Regions from separate parts of the Ovis aries genome. Here region 2 is linked to region 1. A link is a contact called in public Hi-C data. All regions are on one chromosome and are shown on one strand. The core of a region is the stretch at or near the end of the contact, and the rest is flanking DNA. Distances in the headings are between cores, read along the strand shown.

Region 1 (3,188 bases), core at 555-3,054:
CCGCCCGGATCGCAGGTAACAAAAGAAATACAAACCAGTGCACCGTCCTCGGGGCAGGGGCAGGAGTGGCAGGGGGGAGGGGGACAGGGTGGGGATTCCTCTGGAACTTGGGCATCGGCAGAAAAACTTTATCCAATTCCAGGAGAAATTTTATTATTACTATTTTTCCGATCGAAAAGAGCAGAAAGCCTGGGAGGGAGGGGGGAACGAGATAGAAGTAGAAGGAAGGCGAGACCCGACGCATTCCAGCCCCTCTTCCCTTAGCTGCTCCCCGCCGGAAGGCGCACTTGATGCCCGGAGAGGCGAAGAAGGTGAAGTTCGTTTGTAGACCTGGAACCCCTTTCGGGGGGCGTGAGGGGCGGGGGTACCGGGGAATAAATCAGTTCTCACAACCGGCCACAGCTCTCCCAACCATAAACAGACACAGACACAGACACAGACACACACACACACACACCCTTTGCCCTTTGCCAAAAAAAAAAAAAAAAGAAAACAGATTCTTGACCCCCGGCCTCGGGCAGCTGTCCTCCGCTCTAAGGCACACCCGGCGGCGAAAGCGTCGGGAGAGAGCTGCGGCCGCCTCGCGGGTCCCCGGCCCCGAGGCCCGGCGATCCTGCCTCCTAACGGAACTGCCCGGCGTCTTCCAGCGCCCGGGTCCGCGCCGCCTCGCGCTCAGGCGGCCCGGCGTCTACCTGCAGCCCCGGCACGCGCCCCAGCTCTCGGAACCCCCTGCCCTGGGGCGCACTGAGCACCGGGCCTCCGCGCACCGAGCGCCCTTCGCGGAACTTGAGCCAGGGAACGGTGGATGATGAGAGGAGGAGAAAATCGAGGCTGAACGGGAGGGTAGGGGAACAGCGAGAGATGGGCTCCGAGCCCCCACCGACCACCTTCCAAACTTTCGGAGGAGGGGTGCGAAGGAAGGGGGCATCCCGACCCGGGCGAGGGGTTGCGCCCCCCCCCACACCCCCCGCACCCCGCAGGCAGTGTCCGCGCCGCCGCGGAGCTGACAGCTTCCCCGCGCCTCGAGAAAGCCCCGGGCTCGCGGTGGAGACAGAACCCGAAAAGACAGGCAAAAGGAGAGAAAACTGCTCGGCCAAACGTGGATGATCCGCCACTTAATCCAAAAGTTAAATCCCGAAAAACGCATTTCCCCCCCCAACCCCGCAAGAAAGTGGAAAATCAGAGCCTTCAGTGCCCCCTCCCTTCCTCCGCGGAGCAAATCCTGGAGCCAAAAAAAAGGGGGGGGGAAGAGATAGCAAAGGGGGGCAGAGCGGAAGAGATGGTCGGGCTGAGGGGATGTGAGCGAGAGCGAGCGAGAGCGAGCGAGCCGGGGGCAGAGAGGGAGAGAGGCGGAGAGGGAGAGAGAGGGAGCGAAATATCAAAGATTGTGCAAGATCAGGCTGGAAAGATAATCGATACTCGACCTAAATTTAACACAAACTACTCAATAAAAGTTAAAGAAAAAACTTACTTTCCATTTCCCCTGCAGTTCCTACTCGATCTTCGCCTCTTTTTTGTTTTGCTTTTATTTTACTTACAGCTGATCACATCCAAGTAAAACGAGAGGGTTCATTAAAAAAAAAATAAAATAAAAAAATAATCCTCGAACTTTATTGGGTGAAAATCAAAACGCTGGAGCAGAAAGTGGGGGGCATGGAGCGGTCCTCGGGGATCCGGGAGGAGTTAAAGCATGTGCCGACCGCGGTCTCGCTGTTTGGTTGTGAAGGGGTTGGGAAAAGGAGGAAAGGAAATGAAAATCCGATATGTCTTTATTCTGCTAATTATTATCGTTTTAGCCCTGTTTAAAAAAAATGGCTGATTAAGTTGAGTGCGCATGTCTTTGTGTGTCTATTCCCGATATGCACTCTGGGAATGAGAGAGGAGAGCGAGGGAGAGGGAGAGGGAGCGGGGGGGAGAGAGAGGTGTAATTAGTGAGGTGATCAACATTCCCCAGACTGCAAATGACGCGCAGCCCGGACTCGGAGCAGCCCCAGAGCCTCGCGGCTTCCGAAGCTCGGAGCGCTGTGGCGGGAGCCCGGGACGCGGCGACCACGGAGAGGGCAGGGACTGGGGACCTCTGGGGCTCGTACCCCACGCGCCCCTGTGCGCGCGACTCCCAAACTTCATTAGACACACACACACTCAGGAAGGAGGGGGAGAAAATAAAACACAAATCCCTCCCAAGCCGTGCCCTTTAAACACTCCGAAAAATTTTTTTTTCTCATTTTAATGAGGCAAAGTAATTATTATCGGACCAGAGATGTGTTTACTAGGGAGCTTTAAGCAGCAATAGGAGAGTGAGGGCACTGGAAAGGTTTTCTCTGCTGAGTTACTTCTGCTACGTCCAGGAAACCACTTTAATAGCGAAATGCAGGATCCTGAGCAAATATGCAGATATATGTAAATAAAGTGTGCCTGGCTGTGTGCAAACACCGCTTTGCCTTGCCTATTTCAAAAGGCGGGATTGCACCCAGGATCCCGTAGACACTCAATTTAAACACGTTATCTTTCGCTGGCAACATGCAGGAGAGAAAACCCAGGGCATGGAAGATGGAAGGGGTTAGTTTAGTCAAAGTAAACTTTCAAATGAGGATAAGTGCTGGTTGCAAGGGTGTTCGTGAGGGTCTTGATGCTGGCCTTTATGTAATATTTTTGAATATTTTATCAGAATTGCATAAGTTCAATGTAATAGCTTTAAGAAGACTTAGGAAGAAAACCTTTCATCTTGTGAGTCTGTTGAATTATCTTTCTTGAAGCACATTATGATGAATTTTAAAACCCCACTACAGATCTCATTAGAATGAAATATACTTGGTATTTTCTGGTGCAAAATTTAAGGTGGCTGATTCTCATTTGAAAATCTAATTATCTCTTTCCAATATTACAGATGTGAATATGAGTGACACTTTCATTAAAAGATAATTAACTAAAACTAGGAATAGACATACTTTTAAATACCCCCCTACTGAATATGGAATATATATCTCTCTCTATATATATCCGTTGCTACTCAAAGATAGCATCTCAATACACCACCATATCACAGGTTACAAGTAGACACCATCTATGCAATATTTCAAAAATAGGGATTCTAGAGAGAAGGAGAGAGTAACAAATCAAACAAGCAAAGAACAGGAAATACTTGCAATGGCCAGCTTCCTGGACAGGTGAGGCATCAGCTCCTTTGG
Region 2 (3,140 bases), core at 97-2,596, 350 kb before region 1:
CCCACCTAGAAATGGAAATTGCATCTCCTGCACTGGCAGGCGCATTCTGACCCATCAGGAAAGCCAATCTCATTTATACTATTGGTTCCTGTAGTGGGAATTTCATTAATTCGAGAAACCATCACCATTTTCTTTTAGGCCTGATCTTTCTGATCTTAATATATGGAAGAGGACAAAATTCCAGGTATAAGTGATGCTAATTGTGTACCTTCAATGTAAAAACAAATTTGAACAATGTAAGACTTCATTGATAAATGTTCTTTTATCTCGTCCATAATGTTTCAAATTCTTAATAACAACTGTTCCACGGGATAATTAATCAAACACTGCTTCTACAGCATGAGCTCTCCAATGTCTGTCAACACATTTATTGCAGGTCTGCGTGCTCCTGGGTTCTGAGAAGCCGCAGCGGGGGAGACATGCGCTCAAACGTTTTTAAGACCTACTGAGTGCAGAGAGCTTGTACCCACATGACTTCATTCAAACCTTTGAGCAAACAAGCCAGACAGATAAGGCCATCCCTTTATTATAGGCAGAGACGATTCTCTACGCCGGCTACACATAATTGCCTGATCAATGCTCAAAAAATACCTTCCCTCGGGGCCTTAGTACTAGAAATCCTGCCTCAGCTCCCCAGGGCGAGGGGACCCTACTGTCCGCGTTTCTAAAGGTCTGGGATGATTCACACCGACCACGCGGCAAGGATCTCACGCCTCTGATTTGTGCAAGCGAGAGAGGGTCCAATTCGTAAGGCAAGGCCTCCCGGGCCGAAGCTTTGAAGGCCACCTGCCTCCCTGAGCCCGCAGAGGCCAACCAGCCATCCGCCCCTCCCGCCACGGCAGCCACGCGCTGCAAAAACTGCCCCAGCCCGGATGCTGCAGCTGCAGCCGGAGGCTACCATCCCCACCCGGCCATCTCGCAGTGGGCCCTCCAACCTAGCGAGCGAAGAGGCCCCAAGACGCGGAGGCACCCCGCCGCCACTCGGCGGCACTCGTTCAGAGGCCGGCTGCCGTTGTCCGAAGGCAGGGAAAGCCCGGCCCTCCAGAGCCCTGGCTTCCCCGCGGCCCCTTGACCCGGTAGCCTCTCCACGCGCGCCCCCAGGACCCGGGCTGCCGGGTTCGCGCCTTTCCTGCCAATCAGATGCGGATTTCCCCCACGGCCAGCAGACCAATCAGCGCGCGGGTGTCCTCTTCGGCCCTTCGGCTCGTCGGCTCTTCGGCCCGTCGGCTCGTCGACTCTTCGGCCCTTCGGCTCGTCGGAGTTCGGCGTTTCTCAGAGCGTTAAAGCGTGGTTCTCGTTGGTTTAGTTCCACTTTTTTTTTTTTCCAGGCACTTCCGGGTGCTGCGTCACTCCGCAAACCCACGAGTTCCGGAAGCTTGGGGACCGCAGGTTCGCCTTGGAAAAGCCAAGCTTCCCAGAGATGTTTCAGAAACAGTTACTTGGAGCGGGGCGTTTCGCAGACTCCTAAGGTCAGTGTCGCCCGAGAGAGTCGGAGTGTGGACCTGCGGTCTTGCTTACAACTGGGAGGGCGTGGAGTTTCATGACCTTGTAATTGTCGCCCTTTGCTTGTTTCCCTGTTTAATTTGGCTTCCTGTCTTCCTGGAAGAGGCAAAGTCTGATTTTGGGAAAGGCAGTGGAGCAAACCTAAAAGTCTAAAAATAGTCTTAGGATGGCATTAAAAGGAAAAAAGGACAGCTAGATTTGAGTTTCCTTTGCGTTCTGGGAAGTGATTTTCTAGAACATACTTGGAAATCGTTTCCTGTCACTTGGCGGTGGTGAGATTTAACCCTTTTGAACGGCTTAAGAATTACCGAGGGTCCAAACTTTTCCTGATATCTGATGGTTCGTGTATAGCGCTGTTTGGTACCAAAAAGTTGAGTAGGCTTAAGTTTCCAATATTTTAAAAAGCCTATAAACTCAAAAGCAGTTTTAATTTTCTTGGGGAGAAAAAACTACTGAGAATTTTCTTAGAAAATTGCTTACAATGAGTCAGTTACATTTAACATTGATACCTGATAATTAGAATATAAAGGTCATTTTTTTTGTGAGGCCTTAAAACTCACTGTTTACTTATTATCGTTTTCCGAAAATACTACATTTAGTGAAAGGGCTGTTCACAGAATGAGACTAAGTTGTATGTAGACTGTTCACGTCTAATGGTATTGGTATTCTGTGATGTCCTTGGAACACTGTATCTGAACAGTAGAAATTACAGGTAGGCTGAGGTTCCATCCACACCAGTTTACAGTCTGAACGCCTTCCCCTAATGAGTTACCTTTAGTTAAGCCTTGGCAGAATATCTCAGGATGACTGTATCTTCTCCCTCATCTTGCCCATATTATCCATTTCTTGTATCCAGAAACATTAAAGTTGAGTAGTCTTGAGCCAGAAAGAGATTTGGAAGAAAAGAAAGAGTGGAGTTAGGAATTCTTTATTGACAATACAAGTGAAAAAGAACCTCTTATTTTGTTTTCCTTAGAAATAGGGGAAAAAATAGAAGTAAGAGGACATAGCAATGAGCATGCTAGACTGAGTCAAGAGAGTTGAGTTTCTGCTCCTGACCAGCTCTACCTCTTGGCCTTATTCTCATTTTTAGAAATTAGGAGGAGCACTCAATCTGTGGTTTTAAAACTCTTCTGTGGTAGAATTCCTGTAGAAATGTCCTGGAGTCATGCAGAGGAGAGACAAAGCAAGCTGACCCTCAGCTGTATTTTACAAGAACAGCTATTCTTTTTTGTTCTGCTTGAAAAACAGTAGTACTGTTAAGAAAATTAAATTTGTATCTTAGACTAGATGATATATTTCCTACTGGCCTTAATTTTTTTTTTTGTAGATTAATTATTCATTTGTATTCAACTTGCATTCATTTGTTACAGGTTTTTAAACAATAAAATGCATGTATGCGCAGTTAATTCATTACCAAAAGCCACAAATGTGTCCATATTCTACCTTATTTAATAGATACAAATTTTAAGTTTAGTACTTTATTTTTGATCACAGGTTTTTTTCTCTTTTCCCCCTACTTTTTAATTTTAATCATATAATTTTTGCTTATTTTTGTGCTCATAGCAGTCTTTGCAATAGGGAGGGCAGATATTTTCCATTTTTGGCAGCTGAACCTTAAAGATGTTAGCAGTTTT

What was found. Hi-C and Micro-C count contacts between places; a contact is called where the count stands out from the background.
Region 2: a Hi-C map of hypothalamus shows a contact between it and region 1, with 3 times the contacts expected there. The contact joins the promoter of PEX2 here to the promoter of ZFHX4 in region 1. A contact is called at or near these places in 3 of 16 Hi-C or Micro-C datasets (hypothalamus, muscle and tail adipose tissue).

Annotation. Positions count from the first base shown.
Region 1 is chr9:52,823,888-52,827,075 of ARS-UI_Ramb_v3.0, reverse strand. ZFHX4 (zinc finger homeobox 4) reads right to left here and starts at 1,804. Exons shown (of 11, transcript XM_027973073.2): 1 at 1,472-1,804.
Region 2 is chr9:53,177,931-53,181,070 of ARS-UI_Ramb_v3.0, reverse strand. PEX2 (peroxisomal biogenesis factor 2) reads left to right here and starts at 1,346. Exons shown (of 2, transcript XM_012183895.5): 1 at 1,346-1,469.